Regions from separate parts of the Sus scrofa genome. Here region 1 is linked to region 2. A link is a contact called in public promoter capture Hi-C data. All regions are on one chromosome and are shown on one strand. Each heading gives the region's core, a stretch centred on a gene start, on an enhancer-like site or on the middle of the called end of the contact. The rest is flanking DNA. Distances are from core to core; before and after follow the strand shown.

What was found. Promoter capture Hi-C pulls out the DNA fragments that hold promoters and counts their contacts.
Region 1: a promoter capture Hi-C map of fetal liver shows a contact between it and region 2, with 3 times the contacts expected there. The contact joins the promoter of STRADB here to the promoter of CLK1 in region 2. A contact is called at or near these places in 2 of 5 promoter capture datasets (fetal liver and liver), 1 of 47 Hi-C or Micro-C datasets (liver) and 2 of 2 datasets of contacts at active chromatin or transcription factors (alveolar macrophages and skeletal muscle).

The regions. Positions count from the first base shown.
Region 1 is chr15:105,052,794-105,060,167 of Sscrofa11.1, reverse strand. It overlaps STRADB (STE20-related kinase adapter protein beta), which reads right to left and starts at 4,950. Exons shown (of 12, transcript XM_003133587.5): 1 at 4,676-4,950; 2 at 1,311-1,401. The coding sequence starts at 1,322. TRAK2 (trafficking kinesin-binding protein 2) reads left to right here and starts at 4,114. Exons shown (of 16, transcript XM_021075699.1): 1 at 4,114-4,316.
Region 2 is chr15:104,556,966-104,564,859 of Sscrofa11.1, reverse strand. It overlaps CLK1 (CDC like kinase 1), which reads left to right and starts at 2,718. Exons shown (of 13, transcript NM_001123099.1): 1 at 2,718-2,812; 2 at 4,169-4,332; 3 at 4,623-4,851; 4 at 5,857-5,947; 5 at 6,336-6,402; 6 at 7,721-7,837. The coding sequence starts at 4,169.

The sequences.
Region 1 (7,374 bases), core at 3,701-6,200, 490 kb before region 2:
ACCTGTTTTAGTGCATAAAGTTCACATCCATTTGCATTTATTTACATATTATGGCTATGGTTGGTTTTAAAACAGAAGAGTAATTTAATGGAGACCATAGGGCACACAAATCCCATCTGGCCCTTTACAGAAAAAGTTTGCTGATCCCAGCTTTAGAAAAATGAGGTAGATATTTCACCTCAATGTATGTTCCAGATATACAAAGTTCCCCTTTTAAGTGGAAAAACTTTAAACACAAAGTAAATGCATTCTGTATTTTCCAAATAACTAACAATATAGTCTCCTTCTAACTTCATATTATGCCTCTCAGACTTGGCGAGTGATGGAGTGTACTGGCAGATATCGGTTTGAGCCCTGGCTCTAATTCTTGGCAGTCTTGAGCCAAACTCCAAATGAGGATTATACCACCTGCCCTGCCAATCACTTACAATTTTGAAGACAGAGAGATATAAGAAAGTATTTGTAAATTACAAATCATCATACAAATGTACCCATCACTTTTTAAAAGAGCACTGCTTTAATAATTCAAACTTTGTATTATATTCTACATAAGACATAATCAAAGTTCTAAAACTACTTAATCTAAAGTAGATACCATGGACTTAATATAGGCAAGAAACAAGTTGATATATATACACACTATTTTACACTGATTCAAATGTTTGTTGTTAAGTCAAGAGGCTTTTGTGGGGTCTTTTTGGTTTTATTAGAGCCACACCCACAGCATATGGAAGTTCCCAGGCTAGGGGTCAAATCAGAACTGTAGCTGCCGGCCTAAGCCATAGTCACTTGGGATCTGAGCCGAGTCTGCAAACTACACCACCTCAAGGCAATGCTGGATCCTTAACCTACTGAGTGAGGTCAGGTATCAAATCCATGTCCTCATGGGTATTAGCTGCGTTCGTTACTCTAAGACACGATGGGAACTCCCAAAAGGCTTATTTTTAACACTATATTGACTACCTTTAGTCAGATGGAAATGTGTAAAAAAGAGTTTTGAAAGATTTAAAGGATAAGGCATAGCTCAACTGGATGAAAGAACATCTAAGGACAGTAAATGTATGAAAAAAAGTGGGTATGGGACAAAGGAAAACAAGGAGTATAACAGAAAAGGACAGGAGAAGCACTTTTTTAAAAAGACAAAAACCCAATGAAAATATAACTCATTTTTAAAGACCAGAAGTCATTCAGATCAAAACAACATCTTAAAGCATAAGAATATTCCATCAGAGTATGTCCTCTATGACCTTGCACTAACCTCTAACTACTCTGTTGATACAAAATTAGATCCATGTTTATTAAAAACTTACCAAAAGAGACATTGAATCGCTTTAGTTCACAGAAAGTGACAAAAATCCATCTATTCCAAAGATTTCTGCTTTATCTTCAAGAAATATCCTACTATAAAAAAAAAAAGCAAAATAACTTAGATTTATATACAAACTCTTTGAAGACCTAGTTGCCATAAACCCATTGCTATTTGGGCAGCTATTCTCTAACAGAGGATTACAGACATTTCGGCAAAGTGTCCTTAAAAGCATTTCTGTTTACTGAAGACTATTTGGGACCTGACATTAAAATAGAAAGGCAGAGTGAAGTGGAAAGGAAATTCTGAATATTTCCAAAGTCTCCATATACCCCCATCTTTCCTTTCCTATCTTTTCTGTATTATGTTTTTAAAAAACACTAAGCAGATATAAGAATACAGAAAAGGCAATGTTGGACACACTTTTGGTTAATAAATGGTGCCAACTATAAATATACTCCAAGAATTTCCAATGGTTCCATTTATAAGTAAACTTTGCATCTTCCAAAATGATTTAATAGGTAATTAATCTTCCTCATCTGATTAATCACCATTAAATCACTTAGGGTCACTGACCAGCAAATTTGGGAAAGAATCAGGATTAGTAACAGACTAGGAATTAATACCATTTTCTTCTCGCCATATGTTTTAAAATTTTTTGTGTCATTTCCATACAAAAATAATAGTTTCTGTAGGTCGAATATTTTTTATTTTATGATTCTTAGATCTGATTTCTTTTACTTCTTGGAATTTACTGACATATATGAAAGATACGCAGTAATCATACAAATAAGTTCTGTCCACTTTCATTAACGGAGTACTAAGCTCAATAGTTTATGAAGATTCTAACAGATTCAGAGGGTTAAAAGAGCTTCTTCAGATTCAAGGAGCTACTAAAGCACCACCAAAAGTTTCCAGATCTTTCCTAAAAGGTGGTAATGCTCTAAACCTGCTAGTGCCAGGTCTTTCCTTATACCTAACCAATATCTCTTTCATCTAAATTGTGGCTCATTATTTCATTTTAATGAAGTTCCCAAGTCTAATCAAGGTATCTACAAACATCTGAACAAAATGAGAAAGAAAAAGACTTTGCTCACCATAGAGTAGCAGCCAATTTTATTGCTAGGGAAGGATGTCAATTTACTCAGGATATTCAGTATAAACCAAAGACAGAAAACAGGACGAAGAAAAATCTGAGAGTGCTTGATTATTTTGTCACCTGCCATTCACTATCATCAATGTAAGACGCTGGTGTCTGCTGTGTTACAAGAGGGGGAATGCAACACCTGCCCTGCCCACTTTCCAAGGTGACTGAGATCAAATTGAATATTTCATCTGAAAGGGCTCAGAACTAGCAAATATTGTGTCAATATAAGAGCTGAAGAAGATGTTTTGAAAGGTACACTCAGATATTATTGGTGGCAGTACCAAACAATAGGGCTCATTTGGAAAGCAGGTTGGCAATGTTTTAATAATGATAAAAATGTTGGGACATATATAAACTAATATATATACAAAAATCAATCAGTAACAAGGCCTACTATATAGCACTGGGAATTCTATTCAATGCTCTGTGATGGCCTATACGAGAAAAGAATCTGAAAAAGAATCGATATATGTATAGCTGATTTACTTTCCCGTACAGCTGAAGCTAACACAACATTGCAAGTCTACTCCAATTAATTTTTAAATATTCATACCTTTTGACCTAATAAAATTCTCACTTCCATTAACTTATTCTAAGGAAACATCCGAGTAAATGAAAAAACCACACACCTGAAAGTCACTGTGCTATTGACTAAAAAAGCCAAGTATTCACTTCACAAATGTTTAATGAATGCCTGTCATGGGTCAGGCACTGTGCTAGGCACTTGGGACACTCATTAGTGACCACCGCAGACAAGGCCCTGACCACTTGTAGGGGACATTCCCACAAGCAGTAAGATTAGAGATATCATGATTAACTGAATTTCCTGGTTCTCAGGATTTTGTTTCCTGCTTTTCCCACGTAATATAAGTAAGTTCTTAAACAACAAAAATTTTGTAAACTCCATTACACTTTTTTTTTCCCAGAAAAACTCATAAGAAACACAATCTGTGAGAACTGTGCATGGGTTAATCCCAGAGATTTTGCTTTAGATGTGACAGACTATTAAGAGATAATATTATAAGACATTTTGAGGTCAAGGCAGCAGCTGCCCCTGCTAAGGGCAGCGGGGGGAGGGAAGGATAGCTTTGCTGTCATAATTTTCTCCTGCATGCGCTTTCACTAGGTATAAATATAAATTCTTTAAAAAAAATCATGGTGAGACTTGTATTTCTAAATATATTCACAGGTACATCAGTGTGGTCTCTTGCACTTGTATCTAAAAAGCTAATTAGGATAAAGCCTTATAAATAATTTAAATCTGTTCTATATTAATGGTTCCTCCTAAGGCTTTAATCTGAAAGGTTAAATTAACACTTGCTGAGAAAATCAGGAGCGCATCTAAATTACACAACTGGGGAGGGGGGAGAGAATTAGTTAATGTAAACATCCAAAAGAGACCACTGTTACTGGGAATGCAAAAAACCTGATTTAACTGCGCAGAGCTCTAAGATTACTGTAAGTTTCAAAGGGATCCTGGGAACCCATAAAGTCTTAAAAATTAGAGCGACGCACAACTCAGTAGAATTTTCCAAACTTAGCATCGTGACTCACACTTTCAAAAAATATTTACGAAGTGCCTACTGTGTGCCAGGCTCTAGGCTAGGTAGGCGCTGTCACAAATTCTGATCAAGTTCTAAGGGAAAAGGTGCCTGACACAACAAACCCACGAGGAAACAACACAACGCTGAACTTAAATACCGAGGACCAAACGCAGCTTGAGCATTTAATGATGTAAAAGCTTCCTTCCGAGTCCTGTTTTGGGGCACTTTGTTAGCGAACTCACAGAAGGTGTCACACGGAGCGGGGGCCGGAGGGCGTCCTCGGTTTGGAAACTTCTCGAGCGGGGAAGCACGGCCAAAGGTGAGAGCAAGGGTAAGGGTGGGGGTGGCGGGGCCGGGGGAGAGCGCGGCGGGCGGATGGGCCCCCAAACACCTGGCACCGCCAACCCCAGCAGGCGCCGCCTACGCCGCACGCAGGTGCCTCCGCCGCCGCGAGGCCCAGGACTCCCGGGCAGAGCCGGAGCTGCGCGGGGCGCACGGGCCGGTCGCCACGCAGAGCCGGGCTCCCTCCACAGCCCCGCTGGCCGCCCGGGCTCGGGCTTGAGGCAGGGTGGCGAGTTCTAGTCCCGGGCTTCCCGAGGTTAGCGCGAACGCAACCGCGCTCCCTCACGTCCCAACTGTCCCTCCCTTACCCTCCCCGGCCCGGCGTCCCCTCATTACCTAGGCGGCGACCAAAGCCAGCAGCTCTCCTCAGGCAGCCAAAGGTGCAGGGCCCGGGTGCCCGGCCCGCCCAGGGGCAAGGCGAGAGCGCAAGGCCCGCTCCCAGCGCGGGCCGCGAAGCTCAAGAGGGCGGCGCGACCCGGACTGGGACTGTGGGCCTGGAACTCGGCCCCAGCCCGGGGCACCCCGCCGGGACGGGATTCGCCCCACCCCGGCTGCAGGGTCGCGGCCCCGCCTCCCGCCTCGGGGCCGCCGGTTAGGGGGCGTGGCCTTTCGTGCTAGGGGCGTGGCCTAGAGGAAACTGCAATTCCCAGCAGGTAGTGCGCTAGCGCCTTAGAGGCTGCTGGGAGAGTGGGTCTCGTCCTCTCTTCCCCAATTGTGCGGGGCGGGGGACTGTAATTGAGCCGGCGTCGCTGCAAAACCGAAGTCGCCGAGTGATGATGTTGTGAAGTCGCCCACCAGTCCCTGCCACGCCCGGGCGGTTACAGGCAGCGGCGGCCGCTTTGGCTGCTGCTCCTAGGCTGCCGCCGCTTTTAGAATCTTCTCCTTGAAGGAGCGCGGGCGCAGGACCGAGGACCCCGGGCTATTCCTGTAAGTAACCTTCCCGCGCACGACCCGAACTTGCTCTTGCCATCTTCTCTTGAAGGCAGAGGAGCCTCCTCGCCCCGCGCTCCTCCTGGTCCTCGGAGGTCGCGCGCGGACACTGGAGCCGGAGCTGGGTACTGGAGGGCTGGGTGCTCGCCGGGTCCCCGCCCCGCTCTGGGAAGCGGGTGGTTTTCTAAGGATAAGGGCGAAGTGGTGGGCATTGGACTCTGGTCCCCGGGTTCACCCCAGATGCGCCTCTGAGGAGGATTAGCAGTATCCCATCCTCTGCCGGACAGTACTCACCTAGTGCCCCATCCCCGAGCGATGAGCGGCTTTAGTGTCTGGACGTTAAACCTTAAGCCTCAGTCGCCATCTGTGATGGGAGAGAGATGAGACGATAGTGGAAAAGAGCTCTATGTTGAGTTGGGCTTTTCTTGCAATTGATTTTGAGCCAGACGTCTTTTAAAAGAAAGACAGTTGCCTTTAGTTTCAACCGTAAATAATGAATATTGGCAGATATCCTTTTAGTATCAGCATAAAGATAATCTCCCAAACACTTGAAAGACTTCTGGGTCATTTTAATAGTGGTGAACTCGGTTACTTGCCCACGAGCCTTTTATTTAAACCTGCAGTTTCTGCCCCAGAAACAAACTTTTCACTGGAAATTCATCAAGCTAGAATGGACCATAGAAATAAAATGAAAAGGACTCTTCCAGGTTTTTGTTTTTAATTTATTTCAGTCATTTTTCCCCTCAACTTCAAATCTTTGCTGTAGAATTGGAAGTCTGAGCTAGAGTGATCTCCAAATAGCATGTTGACGGTGGTGACATGACACTACAGAAGAAATTGTGAAGGACATTTGGTGGTAAGAAAGGGCAAGCATGAAGACACTTTATCATCTCAGCAGTTATTCCAGCTTTCTGTTTTTAAAATTCAGTAACATTCAGCAAGTCTCAGACATTCATCAAACACTGAAAGACAGTTGTTATATTTACATATCTTTATTCATAGGATGACAGGAGTCAGACAAACATTTGAGTACTTCCAATCAGCCAGGCATCTCAGTTATGAGCTCTACATACGTTGGATCTCTTAATCACTAAAATAATTCTGTTGCATAATCTGAGGTTCAAAAACTTTGCTTATGTAACAAGTAGAGATTCATACCTAGATCTATCTGCCTTACTTCAAAGTGTGGGTCAGGTAACTTGTACCTACTTCAGAATTACTGACCTTAAAAAAAAAAAAAAAATTACTGACCTTAAAGGTTGGAAAAGCATTTTCCAGCATTATTTCCTAATACCGGTTCCTACTGCATACCTTGGACATCTAGAATAAATCCTGAAGCCCTGCTTTAGTGCTTTTGAACCAGTTGTTCTATCTACTTGCAATTCTCATCCTCCACAGAGTTAAAGACCATTACAGGGAGTTCCCGTCGTGGCGCAGTGGTTAACGAATCCGACTAGGAACCATGAGGTTGCGGGTTCGGTCCCTGCCCTTGCTCAGTGGGTTAACGATCCGGCGTTGCCGTGAGCTGTGGTGTAGGTTGCAGACGCGGCTCGGATCCCGCGTTGCTGTGGCTCTGGCGTAGGCCGGTGGCTACAGCTCCGATTCGACCCCTAGCCTGGGAACCTCCATATGCCGCGGGAGCGGCCCAAGAAATAGCAACAACAACAACAACAACAAAAGACAAAAGACAAAAAAAAAAAAAAAAAAAAAAAAAAAAAAAAAAAAAAAAAAAAAAAAAAAAAAGACCATTACAAATGCACCTCTTTACTTATGTAAGCCTTGGTAGGATTGGCCTTTCATCTCAAAAGTCTTTCCAGTTCAAAGGCTTAGTGGTTCTGTAATTGAAAATATGAGCCAAGGAGTGTTATCCTCTTCTGCAAATGGTTAACATCTGTAGTCACAAAGAGTAGAAAAAATTGTTTCTTAAGATTTTTACTTCAATACACAAAATACGGTAAACACCAATATAAGGAATGAGATGATAATGTTATTTCATGTTTATTTTCAGCTTTGTTTATATCATCCATACCAATTTTTGAACCTCTGGTTACTATCCTGTTTAGTTAATAAGAAATCTGAACACTAAGGTAATATTCACATTTAAA
Region 2 (7,894 bases), core at 1,469-3,968:
AAGTAATGTCTCAGTTTACAAGCCTAACCAATATAAAGATGGAATAGGTTTAACTGCATGAAAATAAAAAACTTTTCTGCAATTTAAAAATTTAAAGGACAGGAGTTCCTGTCGTGGCGCAGTGGTTGACGAATCCGACTGGGAACCATGAGGTTGCCCGTTCGATCCCTGCCCTTGCTCAGTGGGTTAACGATCCGGCGTTGCCGTGAACTGTGGTGTAGGTTGCAGACGCGGCTCGGATCCCGCGTTGTTGTGGCTCTGGCACAGGCTGGTGACTACAGCTCCGATTCGACCCCTAGCCTGGGAACTCCATATGCCGAGGGAGCGGCCCAAGAAATAGCAAAAACACCAAAAAAAAAAAAAGTAAGTTAAAAAAAAAATTTAAAGGACAAAAAAGAACTGCACATTCAAAAAAGCAATAAGGTATGAATGGGTAAGTAACAAGAGAAAATTTTTTTTTTTTTTTTTTAGAGGGGCACCTATGAAATACAGAGGTTCCCGGGCTAGGGGGTCTAATCGGAGCTGTAGCTGCTGGCCTATGCCAGAGCCACATCGAGGCCAGATCCGAGCCTCATCTACGACCTACACCACAGCTCATGGCAATGCCGGATCCTTAACCCACTGAGCAAGGCCAGGGATCGAACCTGAAAACTCATGGTTCCTAGTTGGATTCATTTCCGCTGTGCCACGACGAGAACTCCAGAAAAAGAAAATTTCAACTTCACTAATTCAACAATAAAGTTACAAGTTCAGTACCAATAAACTAACATGTTTTAATGTTATGCACTAAGTTAGAGCAGCCACAACAAATTACCAGAGAGTGGAAGTTGGGAAATCCAGGTGTGGGTAGCACTGTTTATTTTGAGGCCTTTTTCCTTGGCTTGTAGGTGACCATCTCCCATCTTCACAAGCTCTTTCCTCAGCTTTGTGTCCTAATCTCTTTTTATTTTTTTTAAAAAAGCTAAATTAGATTAGACCCCTCCCTAATGACCTCATTTAATCATAATTACCTCTGTAAAGACCCTATCTACTGCCAAATAAAAATTGTCCCTGCCACCTAGTTCTCTAAGAGTGAAGTGACTAGCCAACTGCAGTCGATGATCTTCAACACACCCTGAAAGGAGTTCAGGAATGAGGCCTCTGTGCTCCAGGAAAACATGGTAGAACAGGCCTTCAGATAAGATATTTCCAGGAGATTTTATAGGCCCAATTTCTTACATCTTTTCATATCTAGAAGAGCACTAAAATCAGTAACAGAGATACCTGCTCCTTGTGACTAGCAGCAACCCTCTGCCAAGATGTGTGGTTGATTCCAAGTACCCACCTTCTTTAAAATCATAATACTGGAGTTTCCGTCGTGGCGCAGTGGTTAACAAATCCGACTAGGAACCATGAGGTTGCGGTTCGGTCCCTGCCCTTGCTCAGTGGGTTAACGGTCCAGCGTTGCCGTGAGCTGTGGTGTAGGTTGCAGACGCGGCTCGGATCCCGCGTTGCTGTGGCTCTGGCGTAGGCCGGTGGCTACAGCTCCGATTCGACCCCTAGCCTGGGAACCTCCATATGCCGCGGGAGCGGCCCAAGAAATAGCAACAACAACAACAACAAAAAAGACAAAAGACAAAAAAAAAAAAAAAATCATAATACTGACCTCTTCCCTACCTCTTCAGAGCAGTTCCTCAGAGCTTCCTTTTTTTTTTTTTTTTTTAATGTTTATGGCCAGGGTCGGCAATTACTTTGTTCTATCAAGTTGCAGCTTTATTTTTGTTATTCAGAGGTTGTTTCCAGATAATTCTGTCCTCTTTTGGAAGACATGTAGAAGTTTCATGGCCAAGCTGCTGCAGTGTCAGCCTGGATCCTAAACCCACTACACCACAAGGGAACTCCTCATTTGATTCTAGTTCCCATTTTCCGGCCATTTTTTTTTTTTAACCCACTATCAAAGATGTGCCTCAGGTATATATGATAAAGAAATGGAAGGAGTATAAGCCTTTCAATGGCGAGAAAAGAGTATGTCACAGCAGTGACATCAGATCCTTAAGCTGCTGAGCCACCAGGGAACTCCAAGAGAAGTCCAAATTTGTCTTCTCTTAATGATCTTTCAGTCCCCCCACCCCAACTCTTTAGTTTACTTGGCCTTTACACGCAGAGGCCTTGCTCCATGCGGAAGTGTTGCTATATTGTGAGGAGTCCCTCTCACATTTCTTCGCCTTTGAAAATCTCGGGAAAATCCTTCCAATCCAATTTCTGTCCGTGAGTCCCAGCCACTAAAATTTTAAATTGGTTTCAGAACCTTAGCAAAAGTCCAAATCCAGGCACGTCCTAATTTGGAACTATCTGATGAAGGTGGTGTAAATTTTTTAAAGCATTATTTTAGACGTTGTAACGCTATTTCGCACTCTGCTTCCTTCAGCTTCTCATTTCTAGCGTTCACAAATACAATTTTTAGTTGAGCATGGACGAGGCGCTCCTCCCCAACGCTTAAAACGTCTCCTCAGCCCAAACACAGAACAGAGACAACATGGCCGCGGTCACAGCTCCCTCTGCTCAACCTGGTTGCGGAGCTTCGAACCCGGCGCCTGCGCACACGTCCCCCGCCCCCCTCCCTGGGCGCCAGCTCAGCCCCACCCTTTGTGCAAGCCCCGCCCCACCCGGAGGCGGAGTGACGTTTGCAGCGTCATCTTGTTTTCCCGGAGAGCCCAGACGCTTCGGCAATCGGCTCCATTTTGTTGTTGGACCTTGTCGCAGCCAGCTGGGTGTTTTCCGTTGTCGCGTTGCAAGCATTGTCTCCTGAGGCTTGGACTTTTTGGCCTGGACGGTAAGATGCAGAAGGAAGCGGGCTGGGTGTCAGGGCCCCTTTTCTGTTTCCCGAGAGCGTCTGTGACGTTCCCCTTCAAGCTTGTTGGCCGTCTGCAGTCCTGCAGGGTGACCCCTTTTCCCCTCGCACCGCCCCCCACCGCGCTTCGGCTGCACAAAGGTGGACAGCTCGTCTTCTATGCTTTTCCGAGTCCGCCGCTGCGGATTTCTATTTGAACCGTGACGCTCCAGACCCTGGCGGAGGGTAGTGACAGTGTTTGTTAGGCGGAGAGAGCTCGAACGTGTGCCTTCCCTAGAGGGAGCAGGGATCCCGATCCCCGGCGCTCCGAGCGCCATGTCGGTGGCGCAGGCGTCGGCCGAGCTCTAAGATGGCGGCGGGGCGGAGGCGGCGAAGCTGCGGGCGGAGGGTGGCCGCCAGAACGGCGTTCTGGAATGTGCGTGAGACGCGCTCCTCTGAGGACCTTCGTTCGTAACAGAGGGAAAGAAGGAACACAGGGACCGGGTGTAAGACGGTCTCACTGTCCGCTCGAGTCTTAAAGTAATTCGAGGGGAAATGGCGAGTGTCTTTGCCGTCAGTGGCGTAAACAGAAAGCAGGTTTAGGAACTCGACGGAAGAGAAATGATGTGGCATATTTGGAGGAGCTTGTGAGAGAAGCCAGGCGGTCGGGCACAGGCTTGGGAGTTTCTCCCCCAGCCCACCCCCTTGGGAACAATTGGATCCCCTTAAGTTGTGTTTAGAGACGAGGTGGTGCCCGGGCGGTTAGTACTGCTGTGAACGGTAGTTGATGAAAAGTTTATCTCTAATGTCTTTTTCAAGTTGTTAGGGATTTTTGGTTCTGACATTTCTTTAGGGAAAATGGTTTACACCGATGGTTGTGTAAGTTGCTCGTAGGCTAAGCTAGGTGTTTCTCTCCTTTTGGAAGGGATTAGCAACGAAATTCTGCTGTGTAGCACTGGGAACTATGTCTAGTCACTTATGATGGAGCATGATAATGTGAGGAAAAAGAATGTATACGTGTATGTGTAACTGGGTCACCATGCTGTACAGTAGAAAAAAAATTGTATTGGGGAAATAATAAAAAAAAGTGATGCACATCTGAATGGGCGAGTTATATATAAAGTAAATGCGTGCTTCTGGCAGGAAAGGATTTTTCCCAAAGTTGATCAATTGGAATTCCCTTTTCTTTTTTCTTTTTCAGCCCTCTTTCAGTAAATCTGATCTTGGCATGTATAATGCAGGAATCTATGAGTAGAATTCAGACTCCAGATTTAGAGATAAAAATTTTTTTTTCGGTTTATCAAACAGTGATGATATGTGGGATACAGCTTAACTGGGAAAGATTTATCTTTTATATAGATGAGACACGCAAAGAGAGCTTATTGTCCTGATTGGGATGAAAAAGATTGGGATTATGAAAGATGGAAGAGCAGCAGCAGTAGTCATAAAAGAAGAAAGAGATCACATAGCAGTGCCCGGGAGAACAAGCGCTGCAGATATAATCACTCTAAAACATCTGATAGGTAAGGAGAGTTTTTAAAGTGTCTCAGTAGCGATCTAAAAATACATTTTTATTACAATGTGTCAGTTTTATCTCAGTAAACTGAGGGGGATACATTTTCATGAAAACTAGTATCAACTTAAAATAACTGATTACCATTCCTTTGTGTATCTTGATGGCTTGTGGTGATTAAATTGTGTGGGGGGTTTTTTGGTTGGCTTTTTGGTAGGGAAATACTGTTTTAAGAGATTTATAGAGCACTTGAGGGTATTTGGTAATAACATAAAGCATTGGAAAAACATGTTTTTCTAGCTATTACTTGGAAAGCAGATCTATAAATGAGAAAGATTACCATAGTCGACGCTACATTGATGAATACAGAAATGACTACAATCAAGGATGTGAACCTGGACATCGCCATAGAGATTATGAAAGCAGATATCAGAACCATAGTAGCAAGTCCTCTGGTAGAAGTGGAAGAAGTAGTTATAAAAGCAAATACAGAATTCACCACAGTACTTCACATCATCGTTCACATGGGGTATGCAATCTTTTAAAATATTTTGGAAATTTTATTTCCCATGTGAAACAGGAAAACTTGAATTTGTGTTTGATTATTTGAGAAAGTTCTGTTTAAGATGAAGTCATCTCAATTTTAACTTGCAGGGTTCTTTGTGTTTGTGCATTGGATAGGAAATTCCTGAAGTGCAGTACATATTTATATAGTAACATCTTATTACAAGATGGCAACTAATTGTCATTCCAGTGAAATAATGGGGGTAATTTAATTTAGGTTAGTTTATAATGGATTACAAGATATTCTGAAAGTTTTTCTTATTATACTACAAGAAATCAGATTTTGTTTTGATAGTCTTACTATAAGAAGAAATGGGATTTTTGTATTTGAGTGAGGATTATGTGTGCCCTTGTTCTGGCAAAGCATGTTCTCCAATCCTTTTTTCACTAAACCACTTAACAGATTTGAACATTATGGGTTATGTGTTAATTTGGAAATCAAGCTCAGATGACATTTCAGATAGTGTTGTTATATGCCAAATTTTGTTTTCGCCCCAAATTAGGGTTTTAATTTTATTTATTGTTTCTTGATAGTTGCTTTTCTTAGATTAGGTAGGAAGTTTGGCCACAGTCTACTTTTGACAAGTAACTATTACATTCTACAGTTTTGCAACATTAAATTAGGACATTAGGAACTTTTAAATTATGTTTCAGTGAATGCTACAATTAAGCATTTTCTTTAAAAAAAAAAAAGAAAAACAATTGTATTATGTTTTGTTGCCTTGCCACTTTGAGTATCTTATCTGAAAATCTGTTCCTTGCCGTGTTTTTCTCCTGTTAACATAAACTATGTGCCCTGTGAATTTCTGGGGACTGAATTTGAAATTGCTCCTGCCAACCGTTTGTGGCCTGGCGTGTATCTGAATGCCTGAATATCTCCCCGCTGAATGAATTTCGTATTCTGCCCTGAATTCACTCGGGTATATTGATTGGCTGGATGATCTTGGTGCCGCCCACTTGACGTTTCCAGAAGAGTCACCGAAGGAAAAGAACCAGGAGTGTAGAGGATGATGAGGAGGGTCACCTGATCTGTCAGAGTGGAGACGTACTAAGTGCAAGATGTATATAGAATATTTTTCAACACTTATTAACTTTTCAGATAACATAATCTATAATTTAGATTAAGATTTCAGGGATTTGGAAATCTTTCTTTCTCTGTTTTTGTTTGTTTGTTTTCATTTCTTTTGGTGGGGGGGGATTGTGTTTTTGCTTTCTTTAGAAATTTAATGTTATGCAGAACTTCCAAAATAGTAAATCAAGTTAATGAAATTAGCTTAAGAATGAAATTAAACCTAAAAGTAGTTATGTTTTTTGGCAGTGTTGACCAATAAAAGTATCTAGATAAGGAAATTTGTAGCATCAACTAGAATAATCTGCATTTGATAGCCTTTATTATAAGTAAGCTGTTTCCACTGCTTGATATAACTGAGTTTTATTTCTCTCTTTTAGATGAAATTGTTGATACTTTAGGTGAAGGAGCTTTTGGAAAAGTCGTGGAATGCATTGATCATAAAGCGTAAGTTTCCTGGCCTGGGATTGCACTTGCTTGGGAAGGTGAACCATTGTAGAAAATGTATTTAGCTTTGGGATGTAGTCTGGCCAAGAAATAAAGCCTTTTAGCTTGGGTTTTTTACTTAGATAAGGAAACTCCCAAAAAACTTACTAGTCCTTTGTATTTTTTAAAACAGTAGCTATTAATAGTATCAGTAAGCCCCTAATTTCAAGTGGAGAACAGATCTCATTGTTTCACAAAGTATTCTTTTGTTGTCATAGTGGGAGGCCATTGTTTTCTTTTTTCTAGATCAGTAGATTTTAGCCTTGGTTTTGTTGTTGTTTTATGGCCACACCCATGTCATTTGGAGTTTACCAGGCCAGGCAGTGCTGGATCCTTAACCCACTGCACTGGACCAGAGATCTAACCCGCACCTCTGCAGTGACCCCAGCTACCTGCAGTCAGATTCTTAAGTCACTGCGCCACAGCAGAAACTCCTCTCGGTCTTGGTTTTATATTAGGGGGTTGTGGAGCTTTTACGGTAGACATTGAACCACATTTTCAGCATAGTTAGCTAGGAATCTGTATTTTTAGAAAGCGACGTAATTGATTGTGATGACACAGTAGGGCTGGGCTGAGAACTAGGTCTCCTCTTGATTGGTGTCTGGTTTCATTAAGTGTAATTATCTAAGCTTCAAACTAGGTTGAAATTTCTTTAGCTAGTTAAATATGTTTGTCTTTCTCTATTTCCTATATGAATTTTTTTCCTCTTTGATGGCAGAGTTTTTCTAAATGAATCATCAGAGGAGGCTTCCTATTATTGGTTAGTAGGGTCTGAGAACAAGAGCTCTTTAGTGTGCATCAACTGTGTCCCAACTATTTTGGTAATCTGGGCCAAAGGAAGGTTGGAGACAGTAGCTAGTGACTGGTGTTATAGAAAGAAACTGCTTTATATACATTTGTTTCAAGTCAGTTGAAATGTAAATTGATGTAGTAAATATCCCAGTATTAAATTGGAGTTGTTAATATGTAAAGGACCAAAAGGTAATTCATGTGAGTGATTAGTCTCATGGAAAAAGTTTGTGTCATTCAGCATATTACCAACCCTGCCATATGCCCAAAAGTCATTCTAGTTACTTACATTGAGTTTGAAGTTAGAAGAGTATTCTTGGATGTAATCAGACAAAACTGAATGCTAAACCATAAGTTCAAAAAAAAAAAAGTATGTATAGTAGGTCAAAGAAGTAGTATAGTTTGAAGAATGATAGACAAATAGAATTGGATATCATTTTTACCTTTTTTTTTTTTTTTTTTTTTAATGTGGACTTACTCTTTTTAACAGGGGAGGTAGACATGTAGCAGTAAAAATAGTTAAAAATGTGGATAGATACTGTGAAGCTGCTCGATCAGAAATACAAGTTCTGGAACACTTAAATACAACAGACCCTAGCAGTACATTGTAAGTATCAAAATAAAACTTAGTGGCCTCAGGTAGATTTGAATTGTTAGAGGCTGT